Regions from separate parts of the Sus scrofa genome. Here region 1 is linked to region 2. A link is a contact called in public HiChIP or PLAC-seq data. All regions are on one chromosome and are shown on one strand. Each heading gives the region's core, a stretch centred on a gene start, on an enhancer-like site or on the middle of the called end of the contact. The rest is flanking DNA. Distances are from core to core; before and after follow the strand shown. Region 1 overlaps RGMA (repulsive guidance molecule A). Region 2 has its middle 260 kb from the start of MCTP2.

Region 1 (3,832 bases), core at 1,076-3,575, 720 kb before region 2:
AGCTCCGTCCTGACTCTGAGAACCTCCCAGGCCAGCCCTTCCTTTCCTCTCCTTCCAGTCCAAGTAGTTAACAAGTGCTGCCACTTTAAGAGCAGGAAGGTGTTGTTTTAAGGGCCTCTAAAGCCCCCCTTCTCAATTTCAGCTCCAAGCTGAGATCACATCCCCCACAGCAGCCAAGGGACAAAAGCCATTTATCAACCCATCTGATAAAACTTTCAATGGGCTGGATCTTTATCTGGACCAAACCAAGACGCACACACATTGCAAACTCCTGCTTCTCCAAAAGGGGGATTTCTTTTTTTAAAGAAGAGGGTCATTTAAAATTCTGGGAGGGAACCAAACCAGTCTTCCAACCAGACCCTTCTATAGGTGGGGAAATTGCCTTAAAAAAAGGGATGGGGCGAGAGGGAGCAGGTCACCCTGCTGTTTGACCCTCTAGGGAGGTTGTAATATTCCAGGTGAGGGTGCAGGAGGTCCAAGGGCTCTTTGGGACATTGACACCCCTCATCCTGTATTTGGCTGGAACCTCCCCAGTGGAATTCAGGCCTGTGAGCTGGTTGAGACTCTCTGGAGGCCCCTGGGGCAAGGGGTCCAGCAGGCTGGGGGTGGGGGGTGGGGTGGATGGTGCTGGAGCAGGGCTGGGGTGGGGGTGCTGGAGCAGGGATGGGGCGGGAAAGTAAATGGATCCCTTGCCCCTTACAGCTGCCTGCACAGTCCTCCCACCGGGAGCCCCAACTTACAGCCAGGCTGAGTCTGGACTGCCCAGTTCTGCCAGTTCCTGAAACCCAGTTGGCTGAGAAGCAAAACAAAACAACCCAATCCCAGTCTAACTCAAGTCCTTTCTTGCAAAGCTCAGTAGAGCGCGGGGGCTGCGGATCCATTCAGGCTGCTGAGCGAAACAAGCTCTTGGGGTTTTTTTTTGGTGGTGGTGTTGTAAAAAGACGCCTCAGAACCCGCAGCACAATGGAAACAGCCGGGAAATCCTGCCTTGCATGGGGGACTATTTGGCCCATGACGCTGGGTTTATTTGTATTTTTAGCAAGAGAAAAATGGGTCTACGGAGTTTAACTGGCGTTTCCAGGCTGTGAGTAGTTTATGGCAAAAATGGAATAAACTTTAATGAAACATTATAAAGAAAACAGACCCGGGATTTAAGTTTCGTGCCTTCCTCCTCCCCCCGAAAGGAAAAAAAAAAAAAAAAAGTAAAGAAACTGGAGCGTTTGGGAAGGAACAAATGCTTCTCTGTGGAGTTGGTCTCCCTTCCCCCAACAAAAACAAGAGGTCCGGGCTCGGAGGAATTTGAAAGCAGCGATCTGCCAAAAACATTGTGAAAAACTATGGGGGATTCATTGGAAACAGATGGGCTTTTTCAGCTTTAATTCTGAAATTCTCTCCTTTTCTGACACAATAAAAACAAACAGGGGGCGAGGCAGAATGTTATCAAACAGGAATAAGGACTAGTTGGAGCCCTGTCCGTGGGCTTCCCCGCGTGGCGAGCGCGTGGGGGCTGGACCGGGTCCCGCGGGAGGGGGCGGTCAGGGACTGGGCTGGGACCTCAGGGGCGCCCCCGGCTCCACCCCTGGGCACCCGGCAGATTTGCAAAGTGCTGGGCGAGTAGGTGGAGAAAGTGCCCCCTGCTACGAGTCCGTGCCTCCCCTTCCCCTTCTCTTTCTCCGAGGCCCCTAAGGGGCGCATCCCCGGTACCCCCTTTTTTGGAAGTTGGGAGACATCCCAGGCGCCAGCGACCTCCCCGCCTGCTCCTTTTCATTCCAAACTAGGAGGGATTCCCCCCTGGTCCCCACGGGCATCCACTGCGCCTTTGGCGGGGCGCGGGAGAGACAAAGACGCGTGGAAGTGGGAGGCGGGGGCCCGACGAACTTGAGCTCCGACTCGCTCAAAAACCTGTGGCCCAGCGCTGCGAGGAGACCCGGGGAGCTAGGCGGGCCCGCCCAGCCTGCTGTTCCTGGGCCGCGGGCAGTGCCTTACCTGCGGGGAAGCTGCAGAGAAGGAAGGCGAGGGTCGGCCAGAATCCCAGGGCTGAACGTCCTGCCCCTCTCCCCATACCCATCCATCCAGCTCGGCCTGTTACCACTAGCCTCTCCCTGGAAGAAGAGTTCAGAAGAAAAGAAGAAGAAAATAAATCACGCTGCGGAGAAAGGGCAGCTTCGCTCCGCCGGCGGGAGCAGCGAGCCGGGAGGCTCGGTCCACCACGGCCGCGGGCGCCCGGCGCGCCCCCCCGCCCCGCGCGCCCCTCCTTCGCCATCCATCACCCGGTTCCTCTCCAATGTCGGCGCAGCCCCGCCGCCCCAGCCGCCGCGCGTTCCGCCCCCTCGCGCTCGGGTTTCAGCGCGGCCCGCGGGGGGTGGGGGAGAGAGGAGCTGGGCGGGGACGGAGGCGGCCGGGCTGCTGCGCTGGCCGCGGGGACCTCGGGAACCCGGGGCTGGGGGATGGAGGGCTCGCCCCGGGTCCCGGAACCCCGTGGCTGTGCACACAGAAAAGGCGCAAATCCCCCCGGGGTGGCCAAGGCAGGCAGAGCTCAAGGGCGGCCGCGCCCCCGCCCCCCATCTTCCCTATACGTATCCAACCCAAGTAGAAACTGAGCTGGGAGGCAAACCCCAGGACCCCTTTACAACTAGACCGCCGTCCGAAGACGCCGCCGACACCCTGGCTCCTTTCTCTCGCTCAGATGTGTCCCTGGTGCAGGAGGCTGAAAAATCGCTTCGAGTTGCCGGCGTTGGGCGGGATAGCCCGCTGGATCTCAGCCACCAAAGCACCTAGAGGCTTCCGCCCTGGGCCACCCACCCTGCCTGGACTCTGCAGCCTCCAGCATCCCCTCCTCACTGCTTCCTCAGGACTTGCCCTGGCCGCGCTCCCCAGCTGGGGGCTTGTGATCCTGACGGAGGCGTCAGGACAGCTGCCACCCGCAGGAGGTGTGGATGCAGCGGTGCCCGCCACCCGCGCTGCTAGGGCAAGGCCACCAAGGCCGCTCTTGGGAGGGCATCAGGGTGGTGACTTCCTTTAACTTGGTCGCTTATTTTTCCAGGACCTGGAAAATGTCTCCTCCCCAAGATTCCCTAGGCCCCGGCAGCTCTCCTGCTGCTGTGAAGATATTTAAGAGACTGGCAACTTCTCCTAAGAAACATCTTTTGATGGAACACAAATAGGCCAGAGCAAGTGTTTTTAGTCAAACCGATTCTTCCCTTGGCCCCCCTCACCTCTCTTCCAAGTCTACTCATCTGGTTCTTTGGAAAAAATTCCGAGTTTGTATCCATTTGGATGTTTCTCTGAAGCCGTATGGCAGTCCTCACTTGCGAAAGGCCACAGAGGCTGCATGGCTGTAGCTGCCTCCTGGGAGCAGGATGAACTCTGGAGGAGAAAGCTTTGGGCAAGGAGAAGAGGACGCTAGGTCTGTAGACCCAACCTGAAGCAGTAATACTTCTTCTTTTTCTTCTCTTTTTCTCTTTTTCCATGTGCCACACCTGTAGCACATGGAAGTTCGTTCCCAGGCTAGGGATTGAATCGGAGCTACAGCTGCGGACCTACACCACAGCCACAGCAATGCCAGATCTGAGTCACATCTGTAACCTACACTACAGCTCATGGCAACGCCGGATCCTTAACCCACTGCTCGAGGCCAGGGATTGAATCTGCCTCCTCATGGATACTAGTCGGGTTCACAACTGGCTGAGCCACGACAGGGACTCTTGAAGCAGTGACACTTCTGAATCTAGCTTCTACAAAATAGGTACAAGAGGAGACTAATGCCTCAGGCAGCTGGGCCACCAGGCAAAAGCAAGCAGTTGTTTCCTTAGGGCAAACGGCCACGATGGCA
Region 2 (3,619 bases), core at 765-3,264:
TGAAAAACACAGAGCTGGATGGTCCCTAAATTTCCTGCATTGTGAATGTCCATGATTTCTCGGAGATCACATCAGTAGGTGCTAAGACTCCAGCTGAGACTTTGGATGCCCCCTGCCAGCACCTCTCCTTTATCCCAGACTGCCTCCAGCCCTGATCCCTCTCTCACTGAGCTTGGGCAGTAGGCTCAGTTAAGGCCAAGTTTATACTTTCAGGAGACACGTGACAAAACCACCCCACCTTTCTTGGGTTTGGGGGCAACAACCAAGCTTTGGGCTCCCAGTCCCAATTTACAAGTGGAAAGTCAGAGTTAGTCATTTGGGGGCACCTCACAAAGCACTGCTGGCCTTGCTTTTTCTATACTTGCTCATCTGAAAAGTTTTGCTCACCTCTCCATCTTTCAGGCCCTCATGTTTGCCTTGTTCTGGCCGCTATGGCCTTCCTTCACTTCCTAAAGCTAAAACACCCTTGTATTACAAGGCTGTTGCATATTCTGTTCCTTCTGCATGGAGCACCCTTCCCCTGAGCTGGCTTTTTGCCAAATTAACTTCTACTCCAACATTCCAGCATCAGCTCTATCATCCCTTTCCAGGAAAGACCTCTCTGACCGTTTTGTCCACATGGAACCAGCCTGTTGTTCATGCCAGTCTTCAAATACAGCACTCATCTCTTTGCCAAATGCAGTTTTACAGTTTTCAAGCATAACTTAGCAAACATCAGCCTGATTATTTGATAGTCAGCTTTCCCTCTAGACTAGGGGTTAGAAAACTACAGCTTGAAGTCCAAATCCAGTCCCTTGAATATTTTTGTAAAGTTTTCCCAGAACACAGACAAGCTTATTCTTTTGAATATTGCCCAGAGCTGCCTGTGCACTATAACAGCAGAGTTAAGTAGTTGCAATAGAGACTTTATGGTCCCTGATGCCTAAAATAACTGTCCCTTTACAGGGAAAGTTTGCCAACCATACTCAAGAATGTAAGTGCCAAAAAAAAGGGTCCATTTTGCCATCATTTTCTTCTCCTGTAGTTCACACAGTTCCTGCATATATAGGTTTAATGAATAAATAAGTGAGAAAATCCACAAACATCATTAGTTATATGTGTATAATGTAGTCAGAATTACATAGTCAAAAATTGTATTAACATCATAAGAAAAACTTGGGGGTTTTTTTTGGCCACACCCATGGCACACAGAAGTTCCTGGGTCATGGGATCAAACCCGCACCACAGCAGTGACAATGCCAGATCTTTAACCCGTCAAGACACCAGAGGATTCCAAAAAAGCCTGTTTTTGAAGTGCATTTTTATTTGTTAAATTCTTATTATTATCAAAATAAACCAAAAATGGAAAATATATTAAGGGATGATTGTGATATTCAATGATATTACAGTTATATTGATTAAAAAAAAACCTAACCTGGCATAGAATTAAAACAAAATCCTGACACCCACCCCCCACCCCCCGGCCAAAGCAAATCGTTCCATACAGGAGATAATTCCCATAAACTGCCAGCCAATAATTTAGGCTTTTTAAATGAGGCATGTAACTCACAGATGCTAGTTTTTGATACTATTATGAAACATGAGTTGTTCCTGGTTGGTTTTCAAATGCTTTATTTGTTACACAAATGGCCTAAATTATGTATGAAACAATTACCGTTCCAATGCTGCTATTGCATGGACAGGCATGAGTATGTGTCAGTTTTCCCTCTAAGGACAAATTACTGTATGATTGAAGACACGGTCTGGCTTTCAGCTATAAATTAATATATTAAAAACACATACACATATATATATTTAGTGAGTAGCATTATGCTTCATTTTTTTTTAATTTTGTTTAAACTTATTTTTACTGCTTTATAAAAATAATCAATATACAGATTGGGGCTGGAACAGGGTGGGAGCTTTTTGACCATATTGATAAATTCCTGCTTGGCAGCATCCTCAGCCTTTCACAGCACACCACGAGTAATTTATGACAGCGATAAATAGCAGAGTATTTTCTGTATTCAAGGCAGCTGACTGGATCCAGAAGAAACATAGCCCTGCTTTCAAATTTGATCCACGTAATAGATGCAGAAGCCAGCCCTAGAGAAAGAGAGGCCATTAGATCAGGAAGCAGCTGTCTGGCTGTCCCTCTTTCTATTCAGCAGCCGTCCCTGGGACGTGACTGTCACTGCTGAAAGATTTCCCAAGTCCATGTTAGAAAGAGCCAGTCCCTGCTTGATAGGTCACAAAAGGCAGGTCTGCACTGTAGCAGATTAGAGCATAGGCTCATCTCAATGCAAAACCTGCTTCTGTTATGGAGTAAATGCTTTGGGCAGGTGATGGGACTGCTCTGTGCCTCAGTTCCTTCCTCCATGAAGGTGAGGAAGTAAAGATACCTGTAAATAAAATGGTGATAATACAGAAAAAATCATGGACTTGCAGAATAGACTTGTGGTTGCCAAGGGGGAGGGGGAGGGAGTGGGATAAATGGGGTGCTTGGGGTTAATAGATACAAACTGTTGCCTTTGGAATGGATTAGCAATGAGATCCTGCTGGGAACTATGCGTGGTCACTTATTATGGAGCATGATAATGTAAGAAAATAGAATGTGTACAAGTATGTGGGTCACCATGCTGTACGGTAGAAAAAAAATGTATTGGGGAAATAACTATTAAAAATAATAATAATGCAATAGTGAGAATAATTGCATGTATAAGGTGCTCAGTAAACTTGAGCTCTCATTACAGCTTTTAAACAGAAGTTCTGAGGTGACCTCCTTCCCTAAGTGAGAGACTTAATGAGAACGTATATCCTTCTTTCACAGAACTGGGCTTTTAATTCATCTTTGTGCTTATTCATGTTCCCGCTCATATGTTCAATCTAATTTTTCAATCCAATCAAAAGATTCTCAAGCTTTAATTATTCTAAGAAACTCTATTCTGAACTCTTTGGTTCAAAAACTTTTCAGCTCTTATGCTTAAATATTTTCCCCCCTTTATAAAAAGAAAATAGAATGAGCACTTATTGACTACTGAGCTATATGTCAGACATTGAGTTAAGTGACTGTACTTTGCTGATTTGATTCATTTGGTCCTTATGAAAACCTTAAAGCAGGCATTATAATCTCTGTTTGACAGATGGATAAACCGAGGATTAGAAAGGTAGGACATTTTTCTATGGATTATAACAAGGACAGAATTCAAGCCCCAGTCTATCCTGCCTGGTCTCTTCATGTGACTGGGGAGGCGGTTCCAAGTGTATGTTGCCTACTGTACAATGGGAATGTCTCACAAGCAGGGGCCAGACACGTTTAGTTTGCCTAACAACTTATGTATTGTCTCCCACTGCCTTGGCAAGTTCTGTGGCTTGTTCTCTTCTTAGGCAAGAGACAAGCACACTGGTCACTTCAAGTTTTCTATCCAGAAACTGAACTATCAAAATGTGATTTCAGAAAACGGTACAGTCACTTTAGAAGACAGTTTGGTGGTTTCTTACAAAACTAAACACATTCTTATTATACAGTTCAGCAGCTGTACTTACCCAAAAGGAGTTGAAAGCTTATCTCCACACAAAAATCTGACCACAGATATTTATGGTAGCTTGATGCATAATTGCCCAAACTTGGAAGCCACCA

Evidence for each region. HiChIP or PLAC-seq counts read pairs in DNA pulled down with a chosen protein or histone mark.
Region 1: an H3K27ac HiChIP or PLAC-seq map of skeletal muscle shows a contact between it and region 2, with 6 times the contacts expected there. The contact joins two enhancer-like sites. A contact is called at or near these places in 1 of 47 Hi-C or Micro-C datasets (fetal heart ventricle) and 1 of 2 datasets of contacts at active chromatin or transcription factors (skeletal muscle).

What each region holds. Positions count from the first base shown.
Region 1 is chr7:85,939,979-85,943,810 of Sscrofa11.1, reverse strand. It overlaps RGMA (repulsive guidance molecule A), which reads right to left. Exons shown (of 4, transcript XM_001924865.4): 2 at 1,987-2,102. Among named protein-coding and RNA genes, the nearest start is that of RGMA, 20 kb to the right of the region's middle. Within about 2 kb of position 2,325, at least 35 of the 83 cell types and tissues checked have an H3K27ac peak or open chromatin away from gene starts, as enhancers often do. A contact at or near this core is called in skeletal muscle, where this site is marked.
Region 2 is chr7:85,219,101-85,222,719 of Sscrofa11.1, reverse strand. No RefSeq gene overlaps it. Among named protein-coding and RNA genes, the nearest start is that of MCTP2, 260 kb to the right of the region's middle. Within about 2 kb of position 2,014, at least 5 of the 83 cell types and tissues checked have an H3K27ac peak or open chromatin away from gene starts, as enhancers often do. A contact at or near this core is called in skeletal muscle, where this site is marked.